3 separate regions of the Drosophila melanogaster genome follow, and regions 1 and 2 are each linked to region 3. A link is a contact called in public Hi-C and HiChIP or PLAC-seq data. All regions are on one chromosome and are shown on one strand. The core of a region is the stretch at or near the end of the contact, and the rest is flanking DNA. Distances in the headings are between cores, read along the strand shown. Region 1 holds the start of sdk (sidekick). Region 2 holds the start of SkpA (SKP1-related A). Region 3 holds the start of CG5273.

The links. A called contact is a pair of places that touch in the nucleus more often than the background predicts. HiChIP or PLAC-seq counts read pairs in DNA pulled down with a chosen protein or histone mark.
Region 1: a contact with region 3 is called in a Hi-C map of the Kc167 cell line, with 2.7 times the contacts expected there. The contact joins the promoter of sdk here to the promoter of CG5273 in region 3. A contact is called at or near these places in 1 of 1 datasets of contacts at CTCF or cohesin (the Kc167 cell line), 30 of 107 Hi-C or Micro-C datasets (the D17-c3 cell line, the Kc167 cell line, the ML-DmBG3-c2 cell line and 15 more) and 4 of 6 datasets of contacts at active chromatin or transcription factors (the Kc167 cell line and the S2 cell line).
Region 2: a contact with region 3 is called in a POLR2A S2P HiChIP or PLAC-seq map of the Kc167 cell line, with 4 times the contacts expected there. The contact joins the promoter of SkpA here to the promoter of CG5273 in region 3. A contact is called at or near these places in 13 of 107 Hi-C or Micro-C datasets (the Kc167 cell line, the S2 cell line, brain and 5 more) and 2 of 6 datasets of contacts at active chromatin or transcription factors (both in the Kc167 cell line).

The regions. Positions count from the first base shown.
Region 1 is chrX:684,638-689,259 of dm6, reverse strand. It overlaps sdk (sidekick), which reads right to left and starts at 2,426. Exons shown (of 15, transcript NM_134315.4): 1 at 2,134-2,426; 2 at 1,402-1,687. The coding sequence starts at 1,561.
Region 2 is chrX:653,718-657,774 of dm6, reverse strand. SkpA (SKP1-related A) reads right to left here and starts at 1,661. Exons shown (of 2, transcript NM_166858.3): 1 at 991-1,661; 2 at 1-676. The coding sequence starts at 665. The coding sequence ends at 177. Hmt4-20 (Histone methyltransferase 4-20) reads left to right here and starts at 1,742. Exons shown (of 3, transcript NM_130497.4): 1 at 1,742-2,395; 2 at 3,679-4,057. The coding sequence starts at 3,692.
Region 3 is chrX:757,681-761,823 of dm6, reverse strand. It overlaps CG5273, which reads right to left and starts at 2,230. Exons shown (of 3, transcript NM_166863.4): 1 at 2,139-2,230; 2 at 1,296-2,048; 3 at 1-1,142. The coding sequence starts at 2,025. The coding sequence ends at 463. It overlaps CG5254, which reads right to left. Exons shown (of 3, transcript NM_001297830.1): 3 at 3,105-4,019. The coding sequence starts at 3,983. The coding sequence ends at 3,270.

The sequences.
Region 1 (4,622 bases), core at 1,177-3,676, 73 kb after region 3:
AAAGTGGCAAAGTGTATTTGGCCTGTGGAGCAACGCAATTCTTGGGCTGGCAGTTAATTAGCCGAAAACGAACACGTATGATCTTTGATATCCGATTCAAATATACTCCACACTCTTGATTACTGCACTTCATAAAAAGTTGTACTTTACTTATGTGCGCTTGCAGTTCCCTATCTGCTGAGTTTGCACAATCCATGGAAATATGGAACGCCCCCGCAAAACCGAAGGCCGTCAAATACAAACAGCAACACAAACAGAGCCTAAGGGTCTTTTTGCGGTGACTCCATCCTCCCCAAAATGCCTGGAACTCTGCGCCATAAACTATTTAGACGCCCCATGCTGAAAACCCCAGTGCAAATGTGAGGTTATGGGCGTAAGCCCCTCGCGAGCTGCGAATCGAAAATTTGTTGATTTTGTATTTAATATTTAGTTTGGCGATACGTAATACAATGCGCAATATATTGTTTGGATCCCCAGCCTGGGGGGCAAGGATTTCCTGTGTAAACAAATCGCCGCCTAAATTAACAAATGAACAAGGCTTTAAAACAATTGTTTTAATTAATATCTGATCGATGACAAACACGGGCTTATGCTCTCTGTGAGAATGCGTTAAAGAATGATGGTCGACATGGTTACCATATACCGGGAGCTGAACTCAAATTAGAATTATTGTATATCGCTCTCTTCTTACGTGCCGTTGCAGCTCAACTCAATTATCGTTAATCTGGAACATCTTTAAAAAAATGCATGTGAATGGGAAAAAGATAAGCGCAAGAAAGAAATATTTTACAGGGCAAGAAAAAAAGCAAAAAATTAAGTAACCAAAAGAATTTTTTCAACTTCTTTGGAAGGTAATTCAATGCTTTTTGGGCATTTATGGAAAACTGAACCAGAATTCTGAAACCAAAGCTTCGGTAAGTGCATTTTTACAGGGAACTTATGGTAAAATATAAAAAAAAAAATATGAAAAAAAAGCTAAGCTCAGAATATTCACACGCTGACTACATGTTGTTTCACTTGTTTTTAGAAGCAACATTCCGCATATGGAGCTATTACAAATCAATTTCTAATAATCATACTCCAATTTATTTACAGAAAACAGTGAGTTACCGTTGTTTATTGTGAATTCAGTGTAAGAATGCGAGTTTGCCCACCCTACTCTTGATTAGTGGACAAAAGGGAGCAGCAAATCAAAAAGTGGCGTAAGTGCAGCCGATCGATCGTTCGAATTCAAATTCGATTTCGAGCGCGAGGGTTTTTCGTGTTGCCTTCTGTGCGGCTTTTCTTGTTTCGAAATTCCCACGGCTGTTTGTCTTGTACTTGTTTTCGTAAAAAAAAAAGAAGAACCAAAACTAAAGGGAACGCAAAAGAACAAGAAGCATAGAGAAGACGAAAACTTACCCGCGTAACAAAAAAAGCAGCTGTCGCAGTAGCAGAGCAAAACCAGCACTGCAAGCAGAGACGCCAACTTCGGCTGCGACGGCATCTCGATGGCTAATGTTGCTGTTATTGTTGTTTTTGGACGACGTCGACGCAGCGACGACGCCGCAGATTTGAGCATTTGTTGTTGCCTTTCGGTATTCGTATTTCTGGGATTTCGCTTTGTTTTCTTAGCGGCCTTCCTTCGCTCTTCTAGTTTTTAGTGAAAAGTCTAGTTTTAATTACACATCGCTCACATCTTTTTTGGCTAAAATATAAAATATACAAGAGCGAATGAAATTTTAAACGTCACTTTTTCAGTTTTCTTTGTGCCAGCCATTCGCGCACACACAACACTCACACAGGCACACCTGCCACAGGTTAAAGAGCGAGTCAGCGAGCGAGAGAGAGGGAGCGATCAAAAACGAATCGAGGGAGAGAAAATAAGAATGCAAAAGCAAAAACCAAAAAAAAAACCACCTCTCTCTTTCGCTCTCACTGTTTTGAACCCTTGTTTCATTTGAGGCTTTAAGACCGGTTTTCAAACTTGTTTTCACATGCAATTCTTGCACACAGACACAGACTGGCATATTCGTGGCTAAGAAACAATTGATCAAATTTTTGAAATAAACAAATGCTTATTTCACATTGCCTTGCTCTTTGGCGGCATTGCTTCACACAAAACATCAGTAATAAAACAGAACAAAAACCAACAAAAAAACGCGATCGGTGCGGTGCGAAAGAAACGCGAAAGGTGCGCGCTTACTGCTTTTCCTCCTTCCTTCTGGACACAAGTATGTTCTTCTTTCTGCCACCAGGGTTACCATATACCCATAAACCGTTCGGCCAACGCTTAGCACCACAACGATTAACAATTAACAATGAACTCGAGGGTCCGACAGGCACAAGTCGCCATTTGTAGTTGCTGCTGTCGCTGAATTTGCAACTCCCCGACGAGCAACCGAAAGACAACCGTTCACTACGCGCGCACAAAACGAACTGCGCTGCCCCGTCACAGTCGCTGCTGCGCTGCGCTGCTTCTTCTTTCTCGTCTCCGCTGCTTCGGCCTCTGCCGACGACTGGCACAGTGGACCGCGTTGTCTGGTCAACAGAAGTGGGTGGCGCAACCGCGGAGCGTGCCAATGGGTTGTAGCTGAAAATTAAGACTTCACGTGCAAATGGCACAAAATGATAATAAAGTAACTAAGCACAAGCAAAGAACATAAATGAGTTGGAGTAATATTAATAATGGTAGGTAGCATAAAAAAAATACATTTTTTGTTGGCAGCCAAACTAAGAGCCTCGAACATATTTTCGGCTCCAACTCACAATGCCATGGACTCAAACCGCAAACATGACAGCCTCGCCTCACTGTGCAGTTTCCTCTCACAACCAGCGCACAATCACTCGAAATGGCCAACTTCACTCAACTTTGAGCGGGCTATTCTGAGTGCCATCCAATTGCCGTTTGATTGGCTAAGTTGAAAAAGAAAGCGCACTAATTGTGTTTTGTATTACGATGAAATAATACTCAAACCCAAAAAAAAATTCTACTGGCATGAGCGGAAAGTATCGGATCGTCATACTTTGATTAATAAAAAGCAGAAATAATATACATATACATATGTAATTAGTTACCAGAGCTTTGAGCGCAACGCCAGCTGACTTGGGGCCCCTGGCAATCCAAAATTGCAGGAGTGTTTAATGGAAAATGCATGTACTTACTACGTACATATATACAAATATGTAAATAAATTCTGATTACGCCACCCCAAATTTTGCTCCTCCAGCGCCTTTTATTTTGGCGCATGCATTTTTTAAGTGTGTTAACAACACATTTTGACTAACAAACTTGGCGTTTTCTCCGCATTAAAATTAAGCACACACAAAATGTATGCAAAATGTAATGCAATTGTAAGTTGTGTGCGTGTTTTCCCATTTTCCACAGGCGAAGACGAAGAAGAAGCAGCCATCACGCAGAGAAGGATGCGAAATAAAATGTGCATTTCAAAATGCACTTAAAAATTGTTGTCGCGCCGTTCTGTGTGTGAGTGTTTTTAGCGAGTGTGCGGCGTGTGTGTCCCGCCAGAGGTCACAGGTCAACTTCGTCGCCTGCCAATTAAAACTTTTTATGCGCTGCGGCGACTCCACTCACAAAACGAGCAGTAGGAACTGGCTTTCCAGAGATGACAGTTCTCCCTCCATGTGGTAATACTACTGTTTAATGGCAAAAGCTGGCAATATTTTAAATCGAGTCCCTCTAATGCGTTGGCTTTAAACTTTAGCCCTCGAATTGGGCATATGCTTAAATGGGTTTTAAAATGAGTTTTCATAATTATGTTGCTTTTATCGACATCAAACTGACGAGAATTGGGTGTTTTCCGAACCTTCCTGCTATCACCCTGTCACGCACCCATCGCCAGCGGCCACACACACACAAGATGGCAGGGAAATTATGAATGCGATTTCAGTTAATTAAGAACACAACAATTACGCGGCCAGTGGATGAGGCATGGCATGGCATAGCGGGGCTATGAATTTCCAAAAGAATCACTTTTAACTTTAAATGGAGTCCGCATTATATCGGTATGCTATTTAAAGGGTAAGTAAACTGCACTCGAGCTCGTAAAACCGATCCTCAACTTTCGGCCGGCGAGGAACAAATGTGGAGGAAATGTGCAAAACTAACTCGGAAAATGCACTCAACTTCAGCCACGCCCCCCCTTGCCCACGCATGTGTCGTATTGTTTTGAGTTGGAAATTTTGTCGTTTGCGCAACAAGTTGGCAAATTCAACCAACGACCAGAGTCTCGGCGACTGTGTGGGTGCAGAAATGTATTGGTGTTTGAGCAGCGCTTTCGCCACTTTCACTCCTTTGTTTGGCCGCCTTACACACACGCACACATACACACACTCATTGAGTGCAGGACACACGCAAATCGGAAATCCAAGCAAAGTTTCCCTCACCCATCAAATGGCAAAAGGTGTAGCCTACCTTTGAGGGCTGAAATTTCAGCAGCCCTGAAACTCTCGAAAGGCGGAGAAATTTGCAGAAACATGGTCGTATGGTCGTAATACGCTAAATTTTAGTAAAACAGCAATATTAAATAAATATATAAATATTTTTCTAGCATATCGATAGAAATTTAAAAGGCCTTATAAAATTTTGAAAAAATATCAACACATTTATCAAAAGTGTGGAC
Region 2 (4,057 bases), core at 412-2,911, 100 kb after region 3:
CAAATCAGCAACAGATCATTTATACACAATTTAAATCGAGTCTCTGCTGGGGTTAAAAATAAAAAAAAATGTAAATGAAAGTAGCAACTAAGTAAAGTTGCAATGCTGCAAATCCAATTCGTTCCCGAATCCCCTAGCTGTTTCAACTTAATGTTGGTCCCGCGAAATGCCGCGCTTTACTTCTCCTCGCACCACTCGTTCTCCTTGCGCACCTGCTCCTCCTCGGCGGGCGAAAAGTCCTTCTTAATGTTGAAGGTCTTGCGTATTTCCTCGGGAGTCTTTCCCTTAATCATGTTTGCAACAGTCTTGCAGGTGAGCTCCAGAAGGCCCTTAATGTCCAGATAGTTCGCTGCCAATATCAGCTCAAACAGTGTGCCCTGGTCGACTTTTAGGAAATCTGCATCCCATGAGATAATGTCGTCTGTGCGCTTCTCCTTGCTCTCATCATCCTCCGTTGGCTGGGGGTCGTCCTTGTGGTAGTGAGCCCAGGTAAGCACCTTGCGAAGAATCGTCGAATTCACATTGGGCAACGGCACAATGGCATTCTCATCGTCCTCCATGCCGCAGTCCTCCAGCATGGTCTTGATAGTGCCGGAGCACTTGGCGATCTGGATATCCGTGTCAAAGATCTCCTCATCCGAAGATTGCAACTTGATGCTGGGCATTTTGGGCTTTCCTGCAGTTAAGTTCAGTATAAAACATTAGGTTCTAGTTGAGAAATGTGTGGCAGTGCAATCAGTGTGTTTTTTAACAGTGTGTGGATCCCAATAGTCATTTCAATGCGTTTGCTTCGCATGCACCAAGTCGTCAATTATTGATAACAGATGTAAGCATATAAGCATGCGTGTAAATGAATATAAGCAACTAGGATGCAAACAATCATTTGTGAATTTTGTATGTTCATATCCCTGCAGTTTGCAGAGTCGCTCTCTTTAAAATTCAAACCGACTAAAATGAGGTCATATCAGATCAAAATTTGTATCGTATTACTCTTGCAGGTTATGCCTGTGTGGAAATCACCGTTGTTTTCGTACAAAGATAACAAACGATTGTGCACTTTCGATGTTTCTTTCGTGATGATTCAACGATGAAATGGTGATGAAGGGATAAGTAGAATCGAAACATAGAGAACGGCACTTTCCAGAAATGCTCACCCACACATCCACTCACCCCCACACAAGCCGACTCTACCACAGATGGATGCGTGCGTATGTTCGTTTTTCTTGTGGTTGCGAAAGCGTTCTTGCTTGCTATTTGTAGGCTTTTTATTTGTTTTCCGACTAACCTTACGATGATGCCTTTAAACGTACTGACACTATTTCCACGCAGGCTCCAACTGAGATATAAATCAACACACCAAATTCACAATACTCACGTAAAAAACGAAACGGCTATAGTGACCAGATGGCGAAACTCTAAAAACACCTCTAAACGTCTTTATCGAAGGCACGAACAACAACTAGCCACAATGAAAGAAAACTGGCGGGAACCAGGTGGACCTGGTAATGGTAACTTGCAGCACAGATTGGTGGCGAAGTCGAAAGCAGAATACGCATTGATAAATCTGAACACTTTCACACCGAATTGCACAGTAAACGGAAATTAATTTCTCTGAAAACAAATTACACCGATACTTTCAAATGGCGAATAGAGAATGGTGAGCGTCTCCGCTAACTGCGGTGGCAGTTTTAATCGTAGCAATCGATGGCATTCAATTATCGATACATATCGCACTGACTTCAGTGGTCGAAGCATCAACGTCTTTTTACATCACTAATCCGAGTATCGCGGAAAAAAAGCAGCCGCATTTTGTAAACTAAGTCCGAATTAGAGCTGATACAAGTCCCGACTTATTCGTCAAGAGGAGCGGCGGTAGCAAATAGCAACAGCGACACTTGGTGCAAAGAACGCAGAGGAGAAAGAAGTGAAAAAAGCATACATACATACGCACGTACACACGTCTCGCTAGTAGAGGGAATATATGTATATGCATACGGCTGGGTTTACGTGTGCTTGTGTGTGCTACAGCCGCTTCTAGGCGTGAAAGAGCGAGGGATACATTCTCTTCCCATACTCGCGACTTTTGGAGCGTCTCGCGAGCGAAAGAGAAAGCACGAGCCATGGACGGCGGTTGGAAGTTTTTGTGGAACAAAGGCGTCAAGAACTAAAATGATTTGGGACTGCAAGCGCGATTTATTTTGGGTACGCAGCCAAAGCCAAGCCATCCAAAACGGAGTCCAGCTCCAATCCAGTGTGTCGCCGTTTGTATATGTGAGTCTCGACGAAAAGCCGTGGAAAGAGACGGACACACGCACAGAGAAGCAGCAGACAAAGCATCGTTTTGCGAGATTGAGCGAGAGGCACAATATCGCCTTAGTTAATAAATTCATTTAAGGTAAATGCAGACAACAAATCGAAAAAGTGCAAAAAAAAAATCGGAACAGCATGAAGTGCATAAACACAGCAGACTGTGCGTGCATGTGTGTGTGAGTGTGTGTAACAGGCGCCGCCATTTTTCGTTACCATGCAACCAGCCAGCGTCTAGGGTTGGCAACCGCTTCGAAATGCTGTTAACAACAAAAAAAATTGGCGAACTCAAATTACAAAGCTACATCCACCCAGCGAAATTTATTGTAAACACCCGTTTTTCGGTTACCCCGCACACAAGTGTACTTAATTTGCAAGCCTTTGCGCACTTGGCAACCCTTCATCTTCCATTCTCACTGCGCATATGCCTCCCTCTCTCTCTCACCTGCGTTATGTGGTATGCGTTTGTAAACAGCTGAGAGAGCAATTTGCAAACGACATTCGTTTCCATTCAGAACAAATCGACCAACAAACAAATATTCAATTCCAGCGATGTTTCCCAGCACCACCCACTTGTGTTTATGATAGTTTATGCCCAGAAAGGTATTTCAGTTGTTGCACAGACTCAAGAAAATACAAGATTTGCAATTACTGTCTGCTGCGCATGCAAATCGATAAGACATTTTTGTTATGCTCGCCTTTTGTTCACCAGCATATAAATATATACGCGTACCCATTCATTTTAAATATTTTCGGCAGTAAGTGTGTGTATTCCAGGATTACCGAAGTGCCTTTTGTTTTTTGTGGATCAATACTTTTTTTTACATGTGCTTTCAAGTTAATTGATTTTTGTTAAACGTGTGTGTGCATGGGCTAAAAGGGCTTGGAATAAGTGCGAGCGAGAGGGATGGCTGTCGACGACATCAGTTACAAGCCCCCTCTTTCTCGGTCTCTCTCTCTCTCTTTCAAACGCGAAGCCGTAGGAATAAAAACTAAATTAGGGCCATTTTCAACGGAGCGAATATATTGGCAAAATGCCGGAACATATGGTTTGCGGATTGAGGATTATTGCAAGTCATCCAATCCTGTGAGAGAGTGTGTATGTATGGGTGCAGGACGTTTGCCTTTGTCCTAGTCTTGTCCTGAAAGCTTATGTCCATCTCGCTCTTTGTCGTGTTCGCAGACAACAGCGGCGTTGCCAGATGTAATAAAAGAGCTTATACCTGTCAGTGATTCAAATTCCAAAACAGCTGACAATTGCCGGGTTGATTGGGTTTGGTGGAATTGGTATATCTAAGATCGTATTAGTATTTGAGTGAAAAAGTGTGCACATCGTTTTGAATATACTTGTAATGCTGTTCATCCTTGCAGACTGTCGTGCAGAATGGTCGTCGGCTCTAACCACACGCGGCGCGGTGAAACTGGCAGCAGATTTACAAACAGCAGCAGCTCCAGCAGCACAAGCGGTGGCCCCACCGCTTCGGCCAGTAGCACCACCAGCGTAACGTCTTCACTAGCCACCAATTCCACGTCGACATCGACGGCTGCGGCTCTGTTGTCGTCCATGTCCCACAAGAGCCATGGCCCTCCGCCATCCGCACCTCCATCTGCACACCACCAGACGAACCAGCAGCACCACCAGGTGGCCCACAGCCAGCCACATGCCACCCATTACCAACAGACAAACCAGCACCCTAGCCACCATCACCAGTCCCATCAGTCTTCGAACGGCAGTGGCGGAGGATCTGCT
Region 3 (4,143 bases), core at 981-3,480:
AAAAATACACACTTTTAGTGGGAACTTACATTCAGGTTGTCTTTCTTCAGAAGGCTTTTGAGTTGGGTTTGCACATAGGGCTATATAAATGTATATATATATATATATATGTATGTATGTAGTTGCAGAGATATTCGAGCGTTTGCTTTGATTTCGAGCACACTGGGATGGGTCCGGGCCCGGTTACGGTTACGGGGCCCATGCACACCGCAACAATCACAATTGAAGGCCAAATTGGAAAAGGGGGCTTTTTGACTGGGAAGCCAGCTTGTTTATCCACAAATACTGTAGTCGGAGATGGTACGGCATAATTCAAGAGTTTTTGTCCAATTAGCGCCTGGAATTATCGATGTTGGTCAGCGCAAATATGCGCGCCAAGGCCACAACAGCTGGGGAGGAAGGTACAGTAGGTAGTCGGGTAATTGAGTGGGTGCACAGTGGAACGTTCCAGAAGCATGGTCTCTAAAAGCCAGCGAGCCGCTTGGCCACCACTCCGCTCATAAGCACGAGCAGAAGGGTCCGCATGGTCAATCCTTCCAAGGCCCGAGCTCCGCCGGTGTGGGAGCGAACGGATGCCTGGATTGGAGCGGCGACATCCTGTGCCTGCTGCACTTGCTGCACCTGCTGCGATCCTGGTTGATCAGCGGCCATGGGCGCCAGTGGTGCTGGACCCTCGCCGGCGGAAGCAGCTGGTGGCGGGGGTGCCGGGTAGCAGGCAATCTTCTCCACCTCTATCATCTTGGTGCTGTCAGCCGGATCCGTTTCGTTTACCTTGGTGGGCACACAAATAATGCCTCCAGGCGGTGGGGGAGCAGCTGGGTCCGGCGCGGTCATGTTAGAGGTCTCTGGATTAAAGGGCATTGGTGCCATGGGTACGGCTGGCTGTTGGGCATCTTGGGTGGTGTTGGAAGAGGGAACTGGGGCCGCTGGAACTGCTCCCGGGGCAGCAGCCACACCTGCTGCATTTATCACAGTGGTGCCATCACTGGCATTCACTGGCACGCCGTTGTTAATGATGATTATGCGATCCTGACCAGCAGCTGGAGCTGCGGCAACCGGCTGCGAGGAGGAACTGCCTCCCGAGGGAGTGAGGGCGTGACCCAGCAGGGCACCTCCCAAGCCGCCAGCAAGCAGTCCAGTTCCTGCGAAGAAATTAAACATTGAAGCGCAAAAACAGGTGTGTCACTTAAACAACAAGCGTTTACACGATTTATGTGAGCACTTAAAGCAAATATGAGTCAGCAACAGAAGATTGCTGCAGGGGATCGTGATACACTGCGTGTTAGACGTCTTACCGAAGCCCAAGCCAGAGGAGGACTGTTGTGGTGGTGCAGAATAATAGGTGGCTCCGGGCGGCAAAGCAGATCCCGCCTGGTAGTAGGTGGCCCCCGGAGGCGGAGCAGCAGCTGGGTGATAGCCACCGCCCATGGGAACATGGCCGGCGGACGGATAGTATGTAGCGCCAGCGGGGATATTGGGGGAATAGCCACTGCCGGGTCCTGCAGCCGGGTAGTAGGTGGCTCCAGCTGGCACTCCAGAGTACTGCGGCTGATGGACATTCGATCCGGTGGCGGCTCCATAGTTGGGAGGAGCTGCTCCGTAGTTGGGGGCATGGTAGGCTGGCGGCGGCTCGTGCATGTTGGGTCGGGCTCCTCCGGCGGGGTTGGAAGCGGAGTAGGCGGGCGGCGGACCCTGCGGCACATTCCAACCTGGCTGAGGGGCGGAGCCTGGGGACCCTGATGAGCCCGCGGCCATTGGTCGATTCGGCTGCGAGTTGTAGTTGGGGTAACTCAGTTTGGCCACATCTGCATGAGAGTTCCCGGCGGCGTGGCCATTCGTGTTGTAGCTGGGCTGCGTCACGTGACCGTAGTTGGAGGAGCTTGACGAGGAGGAGGTCTTCCGCTGGTTGCCCTGGTTACGCCGGGCGTCCACAACATTGTCTCCGCCGTGCGTCAGCAACAAGGCAAACAGCGCCCAGGCCACATAGGCGAAAGGGGAACAGGCGCCACCACTGGAGGCCATCATGTGATCCGGATTAGTGCTTCACCCTTAGACGAGTGGAGACAAGACTACATAAATGTCAAACACGGCAAATACGTCAATGCAGATCATCGGTCACTGATGTGCATGCTAATTACCGAAACCCGTTTTGGATGCTTCTGCTCGTTTTCAGCTGCTCGCGTAGTTTGTCCGCAAAACAAGTTTTTTAATTGGTAAAAACTGTTATTTGATTTCACTTTTTGCTATGTGACCAGGCTGGGGAAGGTGCAAAATACTTGTCGGTCTGTGTCTTCACTAGACATTTAGCGAATACATGCACCGTGTACGACATTTTCAGGGACATTTTCGGGCTGCAATTAAATGTGGCAACCCTTTTCAGTGTCAAATTGCTAAGTTTTCTGATTTCAGACACCAGGCGAACAGAAACGGTAACAGGTGCCAGCTGTCCGCTCAAACTAACTAAAACAGCTGATCCTTTTAAAGATGGCTGCGCCTTACGCCTTTCCAGTCACCCCATTCGACCAAAGCCAAAGATGGAAAGAAACCGTTAGTTACTTTATGATTACTGCCCTATGTGGCAATTTTTGTTTGCCTGGTGTCCAGCCACTGATATTCACAAATTTCTGACAAAATTTACGTCGGACGGAGAACATTTTTCCCAGTCAAAATGACAACTGTCGGGTCCCAGACACTAGGCCAACAGAATCCCTAGCAAGCTGCTGCTGGCAGCCCTTCCGATCTTTCCAGTTACCAATTGACCAATAGGAAAGCGGCACAACCGTTAATTTTAAACAGAGCGCACACCAGTGATGAGCGGCCTAGATGTTCTTGATGTTCGTGTCACGAATTAGCACGATAGGCACGAAAGTCCCTGGTATTACATGGGTGGGTTCCCGAATTAAGAGGCACGCGGGCATCACTAAGAAAGCGCTTATTAGACTGATCAGCTGACTGTTTGGCACGCGGTGATCTTTTTGCGCGCCTGGTGCCGTAAATCGAGAACTTTTGTAATTTGATTGCACGAGAAAGATCGTCATTTCGCCTGCTGCAGGATACATATTAAATTTACATATTAAATTTACATATTTAAATTTAAAAATTTTCTAAAAATATCATTGATTATTTATTTTCAACACAAAGTAAAAATACATTTATTGACGAATCACAATCGGAAGAGTAGCATCCCCTTGATGGCATTGATCGCGACTAATCGACTTACTATTATACAAAAAAACAAAGAAGGCGCTTGCCTCTTGAGGACTTAAGGACTAGGAGTAGTTGTGGAGCAGGTAATCGTAGGAGTACTCGAAGACCAGCAGCAGAATAGCTCCACCTGGGCCCAAACGCATAATCTTGGGAACGAGCCCTTTGTACAGCGCTCGGAATCCTTCCTCGCGGTAGACGATGCCCATGGAGCTGAGGGTTCCTCGGTATTTTATCTGCCCGGGGACCGGTTGCGGTCCCTGGATGCGTGACTTGGCCACGTCGAATGGGATGTTGACGAAGCAGGCCAGAGTGCCGGCCAGGAAGCCGATGGTCACCTTGCGCAGAAACTCCAAATGGCTCTCCTTGTACTCGGGCACCACGTTCTTCACGCTGTGGTAGAACCCGAAGTACACCATGTTGAAGACTCCATTGCGTCCCATGGTGGCGGTGATGCCCTTGTTGAGGCCGCTGAAGCCCAATCCGTCCTGCTGTATGATACCCTTGGCCACGGCGAACGTGCTGAGCATCTTTTTTTGGCGATCAGCCTGCTGGGCCACCTTCACCACCTCGAAGGGATTCACGGCTATGGCTTCCAGTGTGCCGGCTGTCAGTCCAGCCAGAGAAAAGGTCAGCGGCGTGGGAGTGGGCGAGCCGAATTGAAAGAGCGGCTTCGTCTGCTCGAACACCAGGAACTTGATGGCCCGCTTGGGCGTCTCGGCCAGGATTGGCGGCATGATGCCCTTCCAGTAGGAGGAGATGCCCTCGTGGCGGTACATCTTGGCGAAGCAATCGAAGACGCCATTGTAGTGCACCTAGATATTGGGAATACAAGCAGAAGATAAATAGAAGTGGAATATAAAAAAGGGACTGCGAACAGCTTGACCATCATAAGTTATTTACTACTAATATTGAAAACACTGATTGGCATTGGCACAA